Linked DNA regions of Mus musculus: region 1 is linked to region 2. Evidence: chromatin contacts called from public HiChIP or PLAC-seq data. All regions are on one chromosome and are shown on one strand. Each heading gives the region's core, a stretch centred on a gene start, on an enhancer-like site or on the middle of the called end of the contact. The rest is flanking DNA. Distances are from core to core; before and after follow the strand shown.

Region 1 (3,212 bases), core at 110-2,609, 140 kb after region 2:
CAAACAAAAAAAATGGCTTCGTCCCGACGAAAAAATGGCTTCGTCCCGACGACTCACCCAGGATGAAAAACAATCCATTGTGATGCCTTGCTTGCAAGCAAATATTAAGTTTTAGCATCTTTAATGATTAGCTCTACATGAATGTCAACTGGCAGCTATGAGTCAAAAATCTATATATGTTATGATATCTGGGGGAGAGTTTTAATAGATATTTCTCTATTTAAGTTAGCTTGTGGATAGTATTCTCTTACCTTTAACTCACATAATGAAGTTTAGTTCCCCGGCCCTGAACCCTATTGTGTGAATACTAAACATGTCTTTGTCCAGGGGAAAAGAATGCAGCCTTGATCATAATACATTTGTAGGGAGCTTTTCATTTGAGGATCTGGCTGAAATACACCTTGTAATTTTGTGTTTGCTGGCCTTAGCGTTATACGTTAACACTAGAGTCTACCACATAGTCACCAGGTTTATAGTTTCACAGAAAATGCTTCCTTAGCAACGCAAGGTTGATTTAACCTTGGGACTGGCTGGCTAGTTGTTTGAGAGAGACACAGTTCAAGAGTGCAGATGCGGACACCTTGGGCAGTTAGCTAAATAACACATCAAAGAGGGAAACGGAGAAGATCTTACCTCACCTCGGGACTCAGCAATACACAGGGTTTTTTGTTTTTTTTTTCCCCTCATAGTTCATATCTAAGTTCTTAGTAAATGCTTTAAAAGAACAGGCTTTTCTATTAGCAAGGTGAACAATTCACTTTAGATGAAGGCTAGAGGGGTGAGGCACAATCTAAGCAAAGAGTTCTTCCAAGGGTTGAATTGCTAGGATGGGCACAGCCCGAGGACAAGTGTGTTATAGAAAATGAAATTTCAGAGAGAAGAAAACAAGCTAAAAGAGGGTCAGAGGGTCATGAAAGGATGTGAGTTGAGATGTGTGCTATTCTTCTTTATTTTCCTCTCTCTCTCCCCACTCCCCATGTGGTTACAAAACAACATCTCGCAGTGACTGCGGACTCATTGAATCCAATTAGGTATTTATTAGCTGGGGCAAAATTATTAGGCAAGGCAACAGGGGGTTGCTCAGGGACTAGGCCCTGCCACTTCTAGTCAAATTGATGTTGTTCCTACAGATTCTAGCTCATTGGGTTGGTGGGGTGGGGTGGGGTGGGGGTGCGGGAGAGGCTCACTGTAGTGGGGAGGGGAGGTCTGGCTGTCAGATACCAACTTGATAATGAGGGCTGCACAGACTCTGTCCTTCCTTCCTTTCTTCTGCTTCTGGGCCAATTAACTGAGTTTGTCCTGGGCGTGCTATCATAAGAGAAGAATTTGGAAGAGAGCTCTGGAATCTTAGACAACAAAGTCACCGGCTTTGAGAACTGAGGCTATCACTCAAGTCTCCTCTCCATACCTATTGGTTTAACCAACCCTTAACTGAACCTATTTAAAAAAAAACAAGAACAAAAACTGCATTTGTACTTAACATAGAGAGACTTTCCCTTTTCTTCCTTCCGGTCCCCATTCCTTCAGCTGTACAACAGAGCTACTGTCAGCACATCATTTACATTATATCATGCTTGACAGGTATACCCACAGAGAATGGGAAGTGTACAGTGATCTGCAAGGACTAGATCACTTTGTATATAGAACTTGAACATTCTCAGCTTTTGGGCATACACTGGAGTTGAATGGGTTGGGCCTAGAAATAACTCCCAACAAGATACTGAAGAACAGTTATCCTGAGAAATACATCCTATCTTACTTCTTATAAAATATGCTGGGGATCATGGTTAAATGCTATCAAGAGAGGAGAGAACTTGCTGGGCTAGTTTCTGGATGCTGTCATAGCTGCTTCTCAGGTAATTAGGAGACATACATTAAAGTCCTGTATGTACTTCCTGCTCACCACAGACACATGGCTTAATTTTGCATATCGCTGAGTGATATAGTGTATGATATCTTGCTATTTTCAATCTCATTTGCTCTCATGGTTATGTAGAGAGTGAAAGGAGAAAAGACAGAGAAGGCTGGAAGAGCAGAGCAGATATCATGAGACCTATAAACGCTCATTAAAAGGTTACCTAGTAGGGATAGTTTAAAAAGCAATGCTGTGAGCCAATTTTGTATTTATTTTTCAGTAACTTCATTAGAGGATAATTCAATGACAAGCTGTCCAACCATATAAGGCATAGAACATTTCCATCACCCCCTTGTCTTCTCTGTAGCTTTAGATGCACACTGTCAAGTGTATCAAGTTTGTCTGTGTCCATTACAAAGTGTGGTTCCCTTGCTTGTATGGGATTTGCCCATTCATTTAGCAAAGTTGCTTTCACTTTTTTGAGTATTGTGAATAACGTTACTGTAAACATCCAATAACCATGCACATATGTGGCTAGCTTATAGACATGGTTATATCAGCTATGGAGGAACACACACACACACACACACACACACACACACACACACACACACACACACACACCTTGAATCAAGCTTTGGTATGAAAAAATATTAAAAGTTAACGAAGAATTTTCTCTTGCTTAGAATAATAGGCAGCTCTGTGATGCTCTCTACTTAGAACTTCCACCTAATGTTACCTCATCTGTGAACTCAGCAATGAAGCTGTGTTTAATATCCCAATTTTATGGATGAGCAGACCGAGGGGCTGAAAGGTCATGGGTTTTCCATTCAGGGTTTGCAATGCCAGTTTGTGTCTTTTCTGCTGCACCCTGGTGGCTCTCAGGAGAGGGTCTGTTCATGGCTGACTTGCATCTCCACTGGATGCCAAGGAGGCAGGGACAAACACTGGCATTTTCAGACACCTACTTATTATTAGGCTCTGGCCTGTAATGACTGTTAAACCGTGCCGTAGGCATGCATCTTGGCGAGCAAGGTCAGGCCACATAGAAAGCATTCTATAAAGTTAAATTCCTGTCGGGAAGCTTTTAAGGTGTTTATATTTTAATGATGTTATTAAAATGAAAGTTCAGACTTGCATAATTCATGTGTTCAGTGCCTCTTTTAAAATCCCTGTCACTGATCTTTTTTTTTTTTTCCATTTTCTTTTCTTTTTTAAATTTCAGTGAGATTCTTAAAGTACAAACAGGTATTTCAAGGAAGAGTAAGATAGATCTCTAGTTATACTGGGTGGGAGCTTCTCCCGTGTTGAAATCTTAAGGCTAGGTTCACTCTCAGGGTTTCTCCTGTGTCATAGA
Region 2 (2,823 bases), core at 64-2,563:
CATGTGTGCACACACATGTATGTCTTCCTTCGACGTGTTTTGCCCTGCTGATGGAGTTCCCGTCCCCACCTCTTCCCTGTTTATAAGTCAACTGATGTCTTTTTCTTATTTCAGTTTTGTAACGCCAGCTATAAAAGTATTTCACGGGGCTGGTGAGATGGCTCAGTGGGTAAGAGCACCCGACTGCTCTTCCGAAGGTCCAGAGTTCAAATCCCAGCAACCACATGGTGGCTCACAACCATCCGTAACAAGATCTGACTCCCTCTTCTGGTGTGTCTGAAGACAGCTACAGTGTACTTACATAAAATAATAAATAAATCTTAAAAAATAAAAAAAAAAAAAAAAAAAAGTATTTCACAAAGATGAGGCTTGATTGTAAATTCACCCTGTCCCTTGCACTTACAACCTGAAACCCTCAAGACTGACAGACATTCGCTTTCTTTTTTTTCCCCCAAATAATTTTTTTATTAGACATTTTCTTTTCTTTACATTTCAAATGTTATCCCCTTTCCTAGTTTCCCCTCCAAAAACCGCCTATCCCATCCCCCCTCCCCCTGCTCATCAACCCACCCACTCCTGCTTCCCTGCCCTGGCATTCCCCTACACTGGGACATCGAGCCTTCATAGGACCAAGGGCCTCTCCTCCCATTCATGTCCAACAAGGCCATCTATCCTCTGCTATATATGCGGCAGGAGCCATGGGTCCTTCCATGTGTACTCTTTGGTTGGTGGTTTAGTCCCTGGGAGCTCTAGGAGTACTGGTTGGTTGATATTGTTGTTCCTCTTAAGGGGCTGCAAATCCCTTCAGCTCCTTCAGTCCTTTCTCTAACTCCTCCATTGAGGACCCTGTGCTCAGTCCAATGGTTGGCTGCAAGCATCCAACTCTGTATTTGTCAGGCTCTGGCAGAGCCTCTCAGGAGACAGCTATATCAGGCTCCTGTCAGCAAACACTTGTTGGAGCCATTCACTTTCTAAGCCATGCAACAGCCCTTTATGTCCTTAACGCTCATTGAATCAGTAGGTTTGTTTAGTTGGGGTTTATTCAGGTGTTGCTTTTTGCTTTTGACAGTGGTCCCCACACTCCATCCTGTCCCCACTTATAAACAGCAACAACAACAACAACAAAAAACACCCGTCTTATTGTTTCTCAAGCATGAATAAACAAAAAGAGGCAGAGCTAGTTTAAAAAAAGAAAAAGGAAATCTCGAGCACCCAGAAACTAAAGAATGTATTGAATGAAGCCTAGTTCTGCGAACGGTATTGATCCCAGTGATGGTGTCGCAGCAGATCTTGTTAGCCACAGCGTACACTACTGACCCGGTGTGGTTAGGATAGCCAGCCATCAGAGATTTGCCCTCTCTTCTTGTCACTGATACGCTGTGAAACTTGTGCAAGACAATTGATTTATTGTGTAACAGGTAAAATGACTACCTAATTTGGATTCGTGGTTCAGAGGGCCAGCAGTAAAGGAATGTAAGGAATTCACTGAATGTGGACACAGCGTTCTAAATACTAAACAAGGAAGCTTTAAAGGAGGGGGAGGGGAGGCCAGCCCTGCCTTGTCTCGTAAGATATTACATCAGGCGGTCCTGGAATTTTGGTTCTTTTTCTTTTCCCTTTTCAAAATTCCAACCCCATCAATGAATGTTAGGTACTATTTGAAATATTTTATAACTAATGAGTTCTTATTACTTATAAAATGTGGACACAGTTTTCTGCTTGTGTAACAGTAGCGTGTGAAAGAGACACAGAATCAGCAAAACAAAGGGAAACTCAGTAAATACTGCTAAAATAGGAATTAACATAGGGTTGTTTTTTTCCCCAATCTCCCTTTTGCCTACTGATGTGTTCAAGTAGTGAATATTTCTGCGCTGTTTATAGAACTCTGATGTATGTATGTGATTAGGTGTTCTTATGTGTTTAAATTTTGTTTTTAAGCCAAAAGAAACAGCTCTGCTTAAAAAAGCAAAACCGGAGATTAAGATGAAATAGAAATGTTTTGAATTTTAAGGAAGATTCCTGTCATGGTGTAGCATAGCAAATATAAACCCTAGCCAAAAGAACACAAAGGGTTAAATTTTAGTGTGTGTGTGTGTGTGTGTGTGTGTGTGTATCCACATGCCTTAGTGTATCTGTGGAGGTCAGAGGACAACTCTGAGTCTATTCTCCAATGTCACCTTTAGGGCCCAAAAATTAAAGTGAGGTTGCCATGCCTGTGAGCCAACACCTCTAACCTCAGAGCCCTATTGCTGGCCCAAGAGCTTAAAATTTAAACCACCCCATACAATAATGATCATATAGAAGATTTGATTCATGGCTAAGGGACTGTCATCTCCTTTTCTTGCACCTCTACTTCGTAATACAAAAAATGGTCATGATAGTATCTCCCTCATATTTTATAATATTTATAATATAAATGAATGAATGAATTCAGGTACATCTGCTGTCTGTGTTTTCTAGAAGAATTGGTGTTTATACTCAAAAGATGTTCATTTTTCCTAAGTTATGACTTGGGTTGGTTGTTTCCAGTCTTGCTTGAATTTTTTTTTTTTTTTTTGCATTCCTTCTTTGGTGTATAATCTCATTCTGTGACCCCCATCGTGGATTCCAGTAGGTCACACATTCGTGACTCAGGGAAGTCAGTAAATGAAACTTGATTTAGAACGGAGTTCATAGGTTGTATGGCTCACACTGGAATGAGCTTAGATTCAGCTACTTTTCCTTGGTTTAATCCATGTGGGCAGAATAGAAACAGCAAAGACAAACAAAAGCCAGGGCTATTCTCGTAGAATGACAAGTATAGTTAGGGCCAAAACTTAAATT

What was found. HiChIP or PLAC-seq counts read pairs in DNA pulled down with a chosen protein or histone mark.
Region 1: an H3K27ac HiChIP or PLAC-seq map of embryonic stem cells shows a contact between it and region 2, with 9 read pairs. The contact joins two enhancer-like sites. A contact is called at or near these places in 4 of 484 Hi-C or Micro-C datasets (the HL-1 cell line, embryonic stem cells and stem cell-derived neural progenitor cells) and 4 of 115 datasets of contacts at active chromatin or transcription factors (embryonic stem cells and pancreatic cancer cells).

What each region holds. Positions count from the first base shown.
Region 1 is chr10:108,568,607-108,571,818 of GRCm38.p6, forward strand. The region is part of intron 9 of Syt1 (synaptotagmin I); the gene reads right to left. Among named protein-coding and RNA genes, the nearest start is that of Gm36601, 110 kb to the left of the region's middle. Within about 2 kb of position 1,360, at least 55 of the 459 cell types and tissues checked have an H3K27ac peak or open chromatin away from gene starts, as enhancers often do. A contact at or near this core is called in embryonic stem cells, where this site is marked.
Region 2 is chr10:108,430,973-108,433,795 of GRCm38.p6, forward strand. All of the region lies in intron 1 of Gm36283 (predicted gene, 36283), which reads left to right. Among named protein-coding and RNA genes, the nearest start is that of Gm36440, 12 kb to the right of the region's middle. Within about 2 kb of position 1,314, at least 46 of the 459 cell types and tissues checked have an H3K27ac peak or open chromatin away from gene starts, as enhancers often do. A contact at or near this core is called in embryonic stem cells, where this site is marked.